Linked DNA regions of Anser cygnoides: region 1 is linked to region 2. The links are chromatin contacts, called in public Hi-C maps. All regions are on one chromosome and are shown on one strand. Each heading gives the region's core, a stretch centred on a gene start, on an enhancer-like site or on the middle of the called end of the contact. The rest is flanking DNA. Distances are from core to core; before and after follow the strand shown.

What was found. A called contact is a pair of places that touch in the nucleus more often than the background predicts.
Region 1: a Hi-C map of liver shows a contact between it and region 2, with 1.8 times the contacts expected there. The contact joins the enhancer-like site here to the promoter of PPP4R1 in region 2. A contact is called at or near these places in 2 of 7 Hi-C or Micro-C datasets (both in liver).

The regions. Positions count from the first base shown.
Region 1 is chr2:109,467,707-109,474,670 of Taihu_goose_T2T_genome, reverse strand. No RefSeq gene overlaps it. Among named protein-coding and RNA genes, the nearest start is that of NDUFV2, 9.9 kb to the right of the region's middle. Within about 2 kb of position 3,205, at least 2 of the 3 cell types and tissues checked have open chromatin away from gene starts, as enhancers often do. A contact at or near this core is called in liver, where this site is marked.
Region 2 is chr2:109,246,313-109,253,394 of Taihu_goose_T2T_genome, reverse strand. It overlaps PPP4R1 (protein phosphatase 4 regulatory subunit 1), which reads right to left and starts at 4,436. Exons shown (of 20, transcript XM_048077066.2): 1 at 4,286-4,436; 2 at 3,563-3,607. The coding sequence starts at 4,418.

The sequences.
Region 1 (6,964 bases), core at 1,956-4,455, 220 kb before region 2:
GACCTCGACAGGCTGGAGCATTGGGCAGTGAGGAACTTCATGAATTTCAACAAAGACAAATGCAGGGTGCTGCACTTAGGGCAAAATAACCCCAAGCACCAGTACAGGCTGGGAGCAGACCTGCTGGAAAGCAGTCCTGTGGAGAAGGAGCTGTGGGTCCTGGCGGACAGCAGGCTGACCGTGAGCCAGCAGTGTGCCCTTGTGGCCAAGAAGGCCAGCGGTGTCCTGGGCTGCATTCAGAAGAGTGTTGCTGGCAGGTCGAGGGAGGTGATCCTCCCCCTCTGCTCAGCACTGGTGAGGCCACACCTGGAGTATTGTGTCCAGTTCCGGGCTCCCCAGTACAAGAGGGACATGGAGATACTGGAGCGAGTCCAGAGGAGGGCTACTAAGATGATTAGGGGACTGAATCATCTCATATGAGGAGAAGCTGAGAGAGTGTGGCCTGTTTAGCTTGGAGAAGACTGAGAGGAAATTTTATCAACGTGTACAAATATCTGAAGGGAGGATGTCAAGAGGACGGAGACAGTCTCTTTTCAGTGGTGCCCAGTGACAGGATGAGAGGCAATGGGCACAAACTGAAGCACAGGAGGTTCCGGCTGAATATGAGAGGGCACTTCTTTACTGTGAGGGGGACAGAGCACTGGGACAGGTTGCCCTGAGAGGTTGTGGAGTCTCCTTCTCTGGAGATATTCAAAACCCACCTGGATGTCATCCTGCACAATGTGCTCTAGGTGATCCTGCTTGGCAGGGGGGTTGGACTCGATGATCTTCAAAGGTCCCTTCCAACCTCAACCATTTTGTGATTCTGTGATATGTCTTCACCCAGTTATAAAAGTATTGCTGTGTACAAATATGATGGTGCAATATTACACACAGGGGAGAAGTTTCACACTTGTTAATCAGATATGAGGGCTGCCTAACCAAACATGCTACTTGTACTATATATGATAAAAGGAGCTGAGAATGTTTTTAAAATCTTCTCCTCTGAAGGCTCAGACATAAAGGCTCAGACCTTTAGAACCAAACTAGCCTAAAGTTTATCCAATCATAAAAATGCTGTGAAGATAAAGCCCAGTATCTCAGGCCTTTCCAGACACAAAAGAAAGTGTTATATTCAAAATGAGACATGAGAAATACAATGATACAAAGTGCCAAGGTGAGATTTCATGCTGTGTTATAATCATTTTATGAGGTCTTACAAGACCCTTAGATTTTAAGATAGTTTTACACCTGCCCAGTTCTGACGAGGTCTGGGACTGAGATCTGCCTATAACTTAAACCATTTAAATCACTTTGGAGCATTCAGAGAGTTACAGCACTGTTGTACCATCCCCTTCTGCTAAAACTTCTGTCACATCCTGTATTTAAAGACAGGAAAAGTTGACATCTTTAAGCTGAGTGCAGATTGAATTCATTGAGAAGGTCTGTGGTTTTTCCTTTCAACAGTTTAGATACTGGTTTATTGCTCCCTCTAGAAGCCATACCACTGTGATCGTGGGGAAACCTGCTTTCTTAAAAGGATGGGGGAAAGAACTCTTCCTTGGAAAGCTTTGATTGAAAGATTTTATACAGAACATACAATAAAAACCTCACCATAAGGAGCTGGAAGTTTCCTACATTTATTCATAAATGGCATTTTTCACAAGCAAAAAGTGGGCCTTGGTATTTTCCCATCATAAGGTCAGCCAATCAGAAAGCTAGGTGCAGACCTAGCATTTAAAAGCATTTCCTAATTTTGAATAAATCTGTAAACAAAACTAATTGGACCAAATTCCTTCTAGCCAAACCTAAGTGAAGTCTGTTGAATTATGTCAACAGGAAAAAATTTGACCTATCTTGTTTGTAAAATGTTGCGCAAATATGACAAATAAGTTGAGTAAACAGTTCCAGAAAGTGTGCATCATCATTCAAAATATGTTCTGGGAGACATAAGGGTAGATAGTGGGCTGAAGAAAGACTTGCATCATGGAAAAAAAGCTAAATAAAGATTCAAATCTGCTCTAACACATTGAGCCTTGCTGCTCTTATTTCTTTCTCTAACTTACTTATTTAGGACAGAAACAAAATCTATGTACCTATCAGACAGGAGCAAATTCCCCTCTGGTACAGTCTGGCAGGATTTAAGACCAAGACCAAATCAGCAGTTTGATTGCCCGAGGATGACAAACACTGGGCACGGATGAAGGGCAGGATATAATTTTACCTATCTACCTTAAACATCCCAAACCAAAGAGAATACTTAGTGTACAGTGCATGAATCAAAAGCGCTTCATTATCTACCTGCACAGGATAACTGGTCGATTGGATTTGCAGATATCCTTTTCCTGTCTTTGGCTTCTGGGCAGTTTTATTCCTCCTGGCAGGAATTTATTTTTGGCCTCTGCAAAGCTTTGTAAGCTGGTGTCAATAGCAGCAGCTGCTTTTTGCCAGCTGTGGGAGCTGCTCTTGTTAGGGACCTGGAAACCACCATGAAGGGAGAGTTTGGAGGGGCTGAGAGAGTCAATACTACAAGCAGGTGCCCATTTGTGCTCACCCTGTAGGCAATCCATCTGTTAAAAACCAAAAGACAAGCAGTAGTTAAACATACTAGTCAAGCCTTAGGTTTACAACACCACGAGACTGATGCTGCATCGAGGTTTCTGATGGCTGCATCATTTGACAGTTCTTGGTCTCCAGCGCTGAGGTGGATCACTTCAAGAGCTCTCCACAAAGGGAAGCCAGAACCAACAGGGGCATATTCTCCCTTCCCCAAGCCCCTTCGGTGTTTACATGGGTATTTACATGTGGTTTCCCCACGGATCAAGACCAGTCTGGTGAAAAGCTTTACTTCCTCTTTCCGTAGGTCAGGCCCAGTCTGTTCTGGCTTGTCAGACAGGCTTTAGACTCTTCCGAGCGCCATTCCAGGCAGCGACTTCAGATGGGTGCTACGCTTTTGCAAACTGCATGCTAGCCATCTGATTCCGTCAAATTTTTACAGACTGGACACAGCTATCTTAGCTCTACTATTTTTGTGCAACTGTATGTTAAACAGATATTACGCAATGTTTCACTTGCTACCTAAATCAAACAGTCTCGTATGTCTGGGTGCAAGGCAAATGGGATGCCTCATGTTCCTCATTTAAATCAAGCAGGCTTGTGGCATATTTCTTCATTAATTTCTTCTCAGAAAGAGTGCTTAGGCATTGGAATGGGTTTCCCAGGGAGGTGGTGGAGTCATCATCCCTGGGGGTGTTCAAGGAAAGGCTGAACGTGGTGCTTAGGGACGTGGTTTAGTGGGTGACATTGGTGGTAGGGGGATGGTTGGACCAGATGATCCTGGAGGTCTTTTCCAACCTTAAATGATTCTCTGATTCTGTTCTATGATTCTATACCTGGGTACAATGCAAACAAAATATATTTCACAATTAGGTCTTCTTACTGCACAACTGTTCCTGCTGATTCTTGTTTTCTGCTATTCTGGAGGCAAACTCGCTGATCATTTCTTTCTTTTGTCAAATCACCTTTTCCACAACACGGGAGTCAGAGCCACTGGTACACCTGAGGACAACCTTCACTCATCCTCTACCTGAGCCACTAAAAGCTGCCTTTCTGACCATCAGGTGGAAGCAAAAGATAAAAGTTCATTCAACTGTGTTTGTTTTTGCCATTGCTTGATTTTGCTTTGTTTTAAAGGGACTGCATCAATCACATGCTTAAACGTAAGATTGTAATTGGACACTTGTCTGACTTACAACTTGTTAGCAGGAGTGATTATTTGTTTAATGAGGGCTGGGTATAAGTACTAGACAGAATTTATAAGCTCTTGTTCTTCAACTGTGAATCACAGCAGATGGTTCCAGTCTATGCAGATTAAGAGCAAAGTAACACATTTTGTATTTCCAGAATAAATAGGAATATCTTAACACCAATTGCAGTTAGATCATGCAAAATAGAGAAGACAGCATTTGAAGTGCTGAACGTCTACTGATTTGAGCAGATTTTGAGATTATAAATATTACATTTGGCACTTCAGAATCATCCACACCACAAATGGATGAAAAACTGTGAGAGAGGAGAACGAACCTGCAATAGGACTGGGATTTGGTTCCCCTTTCCTCCCTTTCCTTTATACCACTCTTCCACCCAAGCCTTTTAACAGTAATTTCCAATAGACACAATTTCTGCAAGGATCTATGTATATGGTCAGAACTACTTTTGTCACCAGGATGGTTTCTCTGAATAAGGCCCCTCTTAACTCCAATCTTTGTTCCCAGCAGGTTAAATCTAAGTATTAAACAAGTGAGGACAGAAGTACATATGGGACAGATGGGGAAGCACAAGGAAATGTCACAACAGTATTCATCAGCATGGCTGGTATCAATTCCAGCAGCCTTAACTGTTACCCTTGGTTTTTTAGATATCAGTGCAAAGAAGAACTGTAACAAGGAATGGAAATGGTATTTTAGATATTCATATATATAGGACCAGCCTGCAGCTGAGGTGGCTGAATTCACAGCAAACGTCAGCTGGCAATTCAAAGCCAAGCGATCTCTTGTCACCCTGCATGAGGGCGACGTCCAGGATGGAGAGAGCGTTCTTCTGTATGGCAACACCTGTGGTGGAGACGGGCATTTCTGTTGATGAGTTAGTGTCAAGGTTTGGTCCTGCCTATCTTTGAGGAGTATCGGTTAGCAGCGTAGCGCAGACCAGACCATGGATTTTGTCAGGCGGGGTCTATGCTGCAAGGTGGTACCTGGTGCGTTTGTTGGTCCCATAGCTCCTGTTGTCATCCAGCTTCTGACACAGAAATAGCTGTTGTACAGTTGAATCACAGTAATTATGGGGATTGAATAGTAGAAATCAAAATGTTACTAATGCAGCTCTATAAGGAGAGAGAGGCCCTGGAAGTGAAAAGAAGTCATTGAAATATAAAGGGAAGTAATCACAGGAGTTTTGTGGCCAAATTTGGAAAAGCAGCATTTGCAGCAATATTCTGGATGGCTGTGAAAGGAGAGAGATTGAAATCACTAAGGCTTTTACTCAGGGCAGAGAAAAGAAAGTGATAGTTATTGAAATAAATAATAGGCTTAGGTGTCAGGGAAGTACAAGGGCAGAGGCTGCATTAAAGTGGGTTTTTGATGGAACACCAGATAGCAATTGTAAACTCTTTGTGAAGTGTGCTGAGAGATTAAAAGAAAAAGGATGATGAGGCAGTAAACAGGGACAGCAGGTGAGTTCAAGGGCACTACTTTGATTAAGATGGGAGAGTTTAAATCATGCCTGGGTTTGTAAAAAGGACAAACCGAAGAAAAATGAGGCAGTAAGAAGACTGAAGATGAGTAAAGATAGTGCAACGAGAGGGTATAAGAAATTGAAAAAGAGGGTGAAATTAACTCACGAGGAACACAATCAACAGTAGAAAACAAACATGAAATTTGAAACTTGAGTGTCTGCCACGGCAGGAATAGTGAACTGCAGATGGGTAAGGGCACATATGGTTTTGGGTCTGGTGCGCAGTTTCTGTCTCCTGTTTCACTGCGACGATCCTGAATCATCAACATGGTTGGTGCTGAGTGACCCAGGCTCTGGTGCAGCGACGCTGTCAGCACCCAGGTTTGGTGCTGGGTCCTGGAAAGGTGCAGGGGACACAGCTGTGGGAGGCTCCAGTGTTTTAAGCAGAATCCGCGCACCAGGATGCTCCTGTCAGCGGGGCAGCCATTTGTTTCTTCGTGGGTACCAAAGTGTGGAAACAGCTGGACCTAATAACCCACAGAGGTATCAGATTAGCCTGTCTGTTCCCAGCAAACTTAATTACTCCGAAAGCTTTGGATATAAGACAAATGTCATTCCTGTGCTTGTAATTATTATTCATAGAGCTGTGGAAGTAGCTCTGACAAGGTCTGCGTGTTTTGATTTGCATTAGGTAAAATAGACTCCTTCCCTGGGGACCCACTTTGATGCAATGGAAAGGCTGATATGACCTGGTGATAGCAGGAGCTATGCCAGCAGAAACATTAAATCCTGGAAGAACCATCCAAGGTGAACAGATCAGTGATTAAAGGACAAACAAAAAACAGCTTCTGGTCATCCAGGATGGGGACTAACTATGTAAAAGCAAAGAAAAGGAAAAAAAAATGAGTAATGTTATTGAAATACAGTATAACTGTTCTAATAAATACAATAATAGACAAGGATGACAGAAACTTATTTGTGCCTTAGGATACCTGACAGGGTGAGAAGCATTTGTTTTTAGATGAGATTCTAACACATTAGAGAGTCAGTGCCCTAAAAGTCTAAGCAAAGTAAAAATATCCCTTTAAACTGCATAATAATAACTGCATAATAATAATTTGACTAGAAGTCAGACTCTTCCTGGTAGAATTTTGCTGCCTCTAGGGAAGAAATGAAGATGTTGTCTCCTTTCATGCACACATTCATTGTGTTACTTTTTCTGTTGTTTTTATTAGGGTGTTTTTTTTTTTGTAACCTCAACCCCAAGAGGTTTAATGCATTTTAATTTCTTTTTAAGTAGGTCACTGGTTTCCCTTTTCTGCACTGCCCTCATTCTAAAACAACTTGTAGACTAAATCTTTACTTATTCTCTTTAGAATAAAATGAAAAAGCACTCCAGAAATTTCATATCTGCTTTAACAATTCTACTGTACTCCACTTTAACCTCACCCACTCAAAACCCACCAGGCTGTTCTCAAGTTCTTGCCTTTCCATCTGCTAGTCCTTCACAGATAAGGATTCAAGGAGGAAGGAATTCCAGAAAGATGAAAGCCGCATATTGCAGAAAAGAAATTTGTTCTTGAAGAGTATGGCAAGGCAAAGCAACTTGTTACTAAAGCTGTCACCATTTTGGTCATGCATGACCTTTGTGAAAAAAAAAAAAAATACTGACCATCAGGAGCTTACAAGAAAACAGACAAAAATCCATCCCATGATGTCCTTCCTGCTTTTATCTCCACTAAAAATTATAGCT
Region 2 (7,082 bases), core at 3,187-5,686:
CTTTTTTACCTTAATGGATATCACGCTAGGATTTCTGTTATGTTCACCTCCACACAGACAAAACGCAACCAAATGTTACTAACTGGGCGAGGGCTGGACACTGTGACGACGACAGTTAAGAGTAAGGCTGCTTCCACAGTAAGAACTTCCATTTAGGAATTAAATTTCTTTTATAAACTTCTGTACGTCCTGCTAGAATACATCCACTGAGGTTTTTTGTCTTAAACTTCAAACTTCCAAACAAGGAAAAGCCGCTGGCTGACCATGGGAGAAACAATGTCTTTAATTACTATCATAGCCTTTAACATCAGGAGCTACCCGTACAGACGCAAAATATTAGCTGGAATTAAAAGCACTGAAATACCACTTGCCAAGCTCTGCAACTACTTAAAGGAATCATCTGGGTGATGTCCTGTCAGGTGTGAAGTACGCATTCACCTGAAAAATAAAAATCTGAGCTTTCCTGTGGTTACCAAGCAACCAAGAGCAGAAAAGACGAAGCTTTCAAAATAGAAAAGCAAACTAAAGGCAAAATTAATTATTTAAAAGTCAATCCAGCTGGTTTGTCAGCCACTCTCTAAAAGCCTTTCTTATAAAAGCTCCTGTTTAATCCCTCTGACCTCTTAAACAAATAAACAAAAGGCAATTTCTAAATAGATGCTTTCCACATATATCCTGAAGATCTTCCACTACCCCAAAGGCAGATTACTACTCTCTACTGATATCTAGTAAAGCTACAGTTAAATTAAATATTTATCAAGTCCTCTTTAGGAAAAGGTAAACTTTATTTTACAAGCAACTATTGAAACAGTACTGCAAAGATAAAAATAATTTATTGTTTGCTATTTCAGGTCAATCAGCATTCAATGAGCAGGCACAAGAGGTAGAGTTGTACAAGTTGTTCACTAAATGCCAGTTTTCTGGTAAAATACTTCATTTTAGAGACCTTAAAGACCAAGACCATAAAATAGCTGTTGTCAGCTCTGAAGAGCTGTACAGATGCTTAGTTTATTATTTGTAGCAGTAACTGCGTATTGTTGTTTGCTCAACTCCAGGACTTCCTCCTACCGTTTTACAACCCGACCAATAAAAGCTATCTATTTGTTACCTTATTGATTTCACATCCTTATTTCCTGTAATACTTTTACTGCATTAGAAAACGGTGACTCACGTTATGAATTATCACCATAAAAAAATACACTTTTGTGATTCAGAATCAAACCTAGACTCGCTGATGAGCTACAACTGAACGCCTAACCTCCTGAAGCATGCCAAGCCATAGGCCTAAGCAAAGACCCAGCTTCAGATGCCCAATCCAGATCTTAACACGTTATCTAGTCTTGTATTTTGTATCACTCCTCCTGCTTTTTTCCACTGAACCTCACAGACGTTTTGCTGTTGGTGGATACCAGATCAGCCAGAAGCACAAGGACTAAAACTACCCAGTTGGCTTTTCTCAATAGCCTATCAGTTGGCCCCATCTCAGCCTTCTTGTACAATGCACTTCTTTTTCCTTGTTTAGCACGTTTAATAGCAGGACCACAGCTGCCAGAATCACACACGCATAAAAGCTGCCAGCACTCCCAATTTTCTCACAATTGCATTCTAGCATGCAGGAATACACCTCTAAACCAGTACCTAACTCCTCTGCTCAGAAGAGCTGTAAACATTTGAGATATTTACAGTAAGGTACTATAGGGTGGGGTTCAGCATTGGTAAAGCCAGGCAAAAACTGTGGCTTTTTACGGTGTTTCTGGTTTTTTTTTTTTTTTTTTTTGAAACTGTCTTTTTAATCCCTGCAACCATGAAATGTAATCCCAAATAATGCATCGCTTGCAAAAACCTTCACAAATGGCTTAAGACCTGTTGTACATGGATACAAGATATAGTTATTTCAAACAGGTACAAAAACCATCCCAAGGGATGTACAGTCTCCCTACTCTGCATCACTTTTTGGTAGCTCACGCCCACCTCGCAAGAACAAAACCATATAAAATTAAGAACCATAAAAGACATCACGTGACTGAATTATGTCCAGACAGCGCACATTGATTCATACAGATTCCTCTTGTGTTTGTTTTAAGTAAAACACTGAAATATCGAGCTATTGACTTTTATCTACTTCCATCAAAACCTCAGTCATTTTTAATGAGGTTTCAAGTTTTTAGATTTCTCTGGCTCTTGCCTTCAGAATGCTCTCATCTGGACTGAGTCATATATATCCGAGCACATATAGTTTCTCCCTTTTTAAAGACAAGACTAACATTCAAACCACCACCAGGGAAACCATAGATTCAGAATCATCTCTCCTATGACTACAGTCATATCCTCCTCCAACTCCTGTCTTACAGTCGAGAAAAATCATAACCTAAGCAGAAATTTAAGAAGGCGCTTTCTTTTCAAAGTGTGTCACTTCTAAGGAAGTCCTCCTGTAATCACAAAGTTTCCAAACAGCTCTGCTATCAGTCCGAATTCCCAGCAACCAGAAGCGAACAAAAAATGAAGCCTTGCAAAAAGGCTCTCTCTTTGTGTGAGGCAACACGCAACAAAAAGCTTTTAAACATCAGATCCCAAAACTGAGGAGATGTAAAACGTTCAGTTAGGCTCTGAAAAGCTAAAATAACACCCCCAGAAATAAAAATTAAGCCAAACAAAAAAGAAGAAAGGGGGTTTCTCCCGCAAGCTGGTCTCCCCGTGAGCAGGCTGTGCAGCAGACACGTACCTTCAGACGGTGGCAAGGGTCTGCTCACCCACCGCAGGCTGCCAGGCAGGAGCCTGCGTTACGAACCGCCTCAGAGAGGGCTGCTGTCTCCATTTTCACATCCTACCTGATATTTATTGTGCTGCCAAAGCTGCCTCGGTGCTGACACCGCCAACAGATGCCGTCTCACCTGGATAACGTTATACACGCCGCCCGCCAGCCCTAGTACCCCTGAATTTGTGTTTTGAGCCAGAACCGCGTCCTGTGCCTCACGCCCTCACGCAACTCCTCTCCAGACCCTTTTCTCACCCTTTTTCTCACACTTTTCTCATAGACGAAGGGGCCTGAGAGGCAGGGTGGGGGAGCCAAACAAACCCACCACCCGCCCGGCGACCCACATGCTCCCGACGGGGATCCGGCGCCTTCCTCCCCACAGGCTGCCCAGGCCGAGGCCATGGGCGTGCGGGGCGACGACCACCGCCACCCCGACCCCCTCCCCTTCCTCCTTCCTCCCTCCTCCTCCTCAGCCCCTCGGGGCGCCGCCACAGCTCCCGGCGGGCTGCCCCCGCCGCCCGTTACCCGCCGCCAACGGGCGCCCCACGCACCCCGGCGCTGCCGCGGGGGAGCCCGGCGGAGCCCCGCGCAGCCCCGGCCGTGCTTCATGGGCAGCGCCGAGCATGGCCTCTCCTCCTCCTCCTCCTCCTCCTCCTCCTGTCCTCCTCCTCCTCCCACAATGCACCCCGGGCATCCACATTTGAAGCGACTTCCTCGCCCCACGGCAGCCCCGCGCCGCGGCTTCTCCTCCCATCCCTCCCTCCCTCCCTCTCTCTCCTCCATCCCTCCCGCCGCGACCCCACTCACATCCGTCGATCTCCTCCTGCAGGTCCTCCTGGAGCAGCGACAGATCTGCGGGGACACGCGCACCGTCAGCCCCGCGCACACACACACACACACACACACACACCCACACACCCCGCCTGCCGACCCCACCCCGCAGCCCCCCGCACCCGGACGGGAAGCGCTTCCGAAACCGGGGCGGGGGAGAGCAGCAGCAGCAGGAGGAGGAGGAGGAGGAGGAGGAGGAGGAGGAGGAGGAGGAGGGCTGGAGCCTCCGCGGGGAGGCGGCGGAAAGGGGGAGGGGGGCGCTACCTACCCGCCATCTTGCTGCAGCCCCCGCGGGGCGCCGCGCTACATGGAAGGAGCCGGGCAGCGGGGCCGGCGGCGGCGGCTGCGGAGGAGGAGGAGGAGGAAGGGGGGCGGCCCCGGCGCTGCTCCGGGCCCGGCGGCGTCTCCCCGCGTCCCCGGCAGAGCGGCGCGGGAGGGCGGGCGGGCGGAGGCAGGCGGCGGGGAGGAGGGGTCTGGGCCGGACACGCTGCCCCCGCCTCCGCCCGGCGGAGCCGCGCTCGCTCCCGGGCTCCCTCGCTCGCACACGGCCGCGCCGCGCTCCCCGCCCCTCGCTCTGACTCACGCCCGGAGCCGCCCGGCCCTGCCCGCGGGCTGCGAGGCTCGGGTCGGCGAGGGTACGGCCGTGCGCCCCGGCCCGCTCACCTGGCCGGGCCCGGGAGTGCTCGCTTGTGGGGTTACCTGCGGAGAGGGGTCGGGGCGCAGCGGGGCGGCTGGGACGCCAAAAGTCTCGCTTTGGCCCTCGTGGAGTCGCTGCTGGGGAGAGGAGTCCCTGAGGTGGCTGGGACGGCAAAGTCCGGGGAGAAGGCTCCATGCCGGGAAGTCCCTGCTTCGGCCTCTGTGAGGTCACCCAGAGGGAACGTCCCCAGGAGGTGGCCCTGCCACCAGCACACCCCCGCGCACACACAGGCACCCTCCTCGGGTAGACTGCAGGTGGGGGCCTCGCCGAGCTGCAGCAGCTGGGCACCCGTGGCTTAAAAGCACGGCGAGTTCCCTACGCTGCTGCTGTTTGAACTTTACAAAACTTAGTTGCACGTACACATAAAGGTATCCCTCCTTTTCCGCGTCTGCTGGCTGTGCCTCACAGTCAGTGCTGGCGTTGGTCGTCGCTGCTTGTAACTGTTCAGATAGATTTTCCGCTGTACATGGGAAGCCGAAAAATGTTGGGTAAAACAAATGTTCTAATTAGTTAGTACCCAGAACGCTCGATAAAGAAAAAAACATTATGGATACTGATGTTACCAGGAAGTCTTATCTGTTCCCCAGTCTTATTTTTATCTCTGTAATCATCAGTGGTGTTGTTACTGCACGAAAGAGCAAAATAAGTTATTTTTGCCCAGTTTTTCCAAATAGGATGCAGTTTTGGTTGCTCAGTTTTTAACTTAATGTTTGACAGTACGCCTCGCCTCGTAAGCTGTTTTTTAACATCATACTACTGCTGCTTTTTTTTTTTTTTTTTTGATAAGTCACATAAGGAATAAATATCTAGAGTTTTTCCTTTTCTTTGCCATTGTGGCTGAAAATGTGCAATATTTTAAAACGCAAACATCTCTTTTCTTTACACTCCTTTAGGATGAGCTCTGCCCTGTTTCATATACATTCAATCTTTAGAGAAATCACTCGGGCCTACTGGATACTGATCATGCAACACTTGCTTTTATTCAGATATAGGACCTCAAAATCTGAGTAAATCAAAGAAATCCACCATGAGCATGTTATATGAACCGTGATATTCTCTGCCAGAGTAATCGAAGAGAAGATTCAGGGGAAATATTTGACAGTGCAAATAGCTAGCAATGCTGGATGTAATAGCAGTCGACCTAGAACAGAAAAACAGACCACGCTTGAAGACCAAATTTTTATTATCTCTTATCACTGCAAGTTATTTTCAAGGAGGTTTCTTTCCTCTCTGCTTTACATTCTTCACCACAGTCAAGGCTCAGTTTTGCGTCTTCTGAAGTCAACAGCAATAGCCTCAAAATGCTATGTGCTTGGTTTTACTGAAAGAATCAAGGGCTTTGGTTTCTCTTTCCAACTCTATAAAAAGGTGCTAATGCACACTAGCTTACAGTGGTCTGAGCGCAGCAAAACTGTCTTGACTATTATTATCAGAATGAGAAATCAAACTGAATGAGATACATATGCTGCAACTGGGTTTATAATTTGGAATATATCGGAATTACTGCTCTTAAGAGTATATTAATAGTTTTAATTATCATCAGTGTACAATTTATGCAAGAAAGCAAGGTAAATGATTGCAAGAGATCATATTTAACATAAATTCATATAAATTAATTTTGGATCTTCCTATATGCATGTGATCTTCTCAAGCAGTGATTAGTGATTTTCTCTGTAGGCAGGAGTGTGTGGGATGTAAATAGCACAGATAACAAGGATCAGAGTGATTTAACCTTGCAAGACAAATTGCAACCGTTCAAGAATGGCAATTTTTTGTTACAAGTTAGCCCTAGAATATTAGACAGCTTCTCAGATGCCCTTGGTCCTGGTACCACTGCTAGCTGTCATTGGGAAAGGTCTCTTCCTCTGTGAACAGAAGCTGTGGCAAAACCTTTGGCTCGTACAGTGACATGCACATGGAGAAAAATCACTTTGATTTGGCTTCAAGCTACTATGCAATGTAAAATCCCACTTAATGAATAAGTAACCAGATATTTCTACACTTCTCGGCCTCAGGAGACCCGCAAATCCCCTGGCACTTTTTAGGGGCCTGATCAAAGTTCAAGGCCATCGTAAGACTGCCTGCCACAGGTCACAAACCAGGCAGGCAGAGACGCTGTAAGTGTGTGACAAGCCCACTCTTTCCGACAGTGCTGAACTGCCATTCGAAAATAAGGTACCTAATTATACAAGAAATTTTTCATAGCAGGCTTGTTTCATTAGACGAGACGTGTTAAGGAACAAGCTATACAGCACCTGCCAAAATGTTCTAACAGATCTGTGCTGGAGTTCTCATAATCCATTTGAGTACCTGTACAGGCGCTGGAAAATACAAAATTTAAGAAATGGATAAACTCACATTCACACACTCATCTCATGGAAAAACACACTATAAGGGACAGATGCCAAGGCTATGGATGCAAAGACACAGATGGAAAACTACTTGGCAAGATTATTTGCATGGGACAGAAGACACCTGTATTGCTATCTGTATGAAGTATCTCATAAAAGCCCACAGCAATCAACGAGACTTTATAGTATTTGCATAAAGTACTGCATAAATATTTACAAACCTACACAAATGACCAAGCAAGGTGCAGGATACCTCATATCCACCTAGACGTATTTCCGAAATGGTATCCTGGGGTTGGTTACCAACATTTCTTCAGTCAAAACTGCACCAGAGATATGGAGCTCAAAGCCACCGCTCTCACAGAAAATAATTCATTTCCTCTCACTTGTTGTGAAGAAGCAAGTCACCGTGTCTGACCAGACAATAGTGCCAGCTTTCACTGTCCGC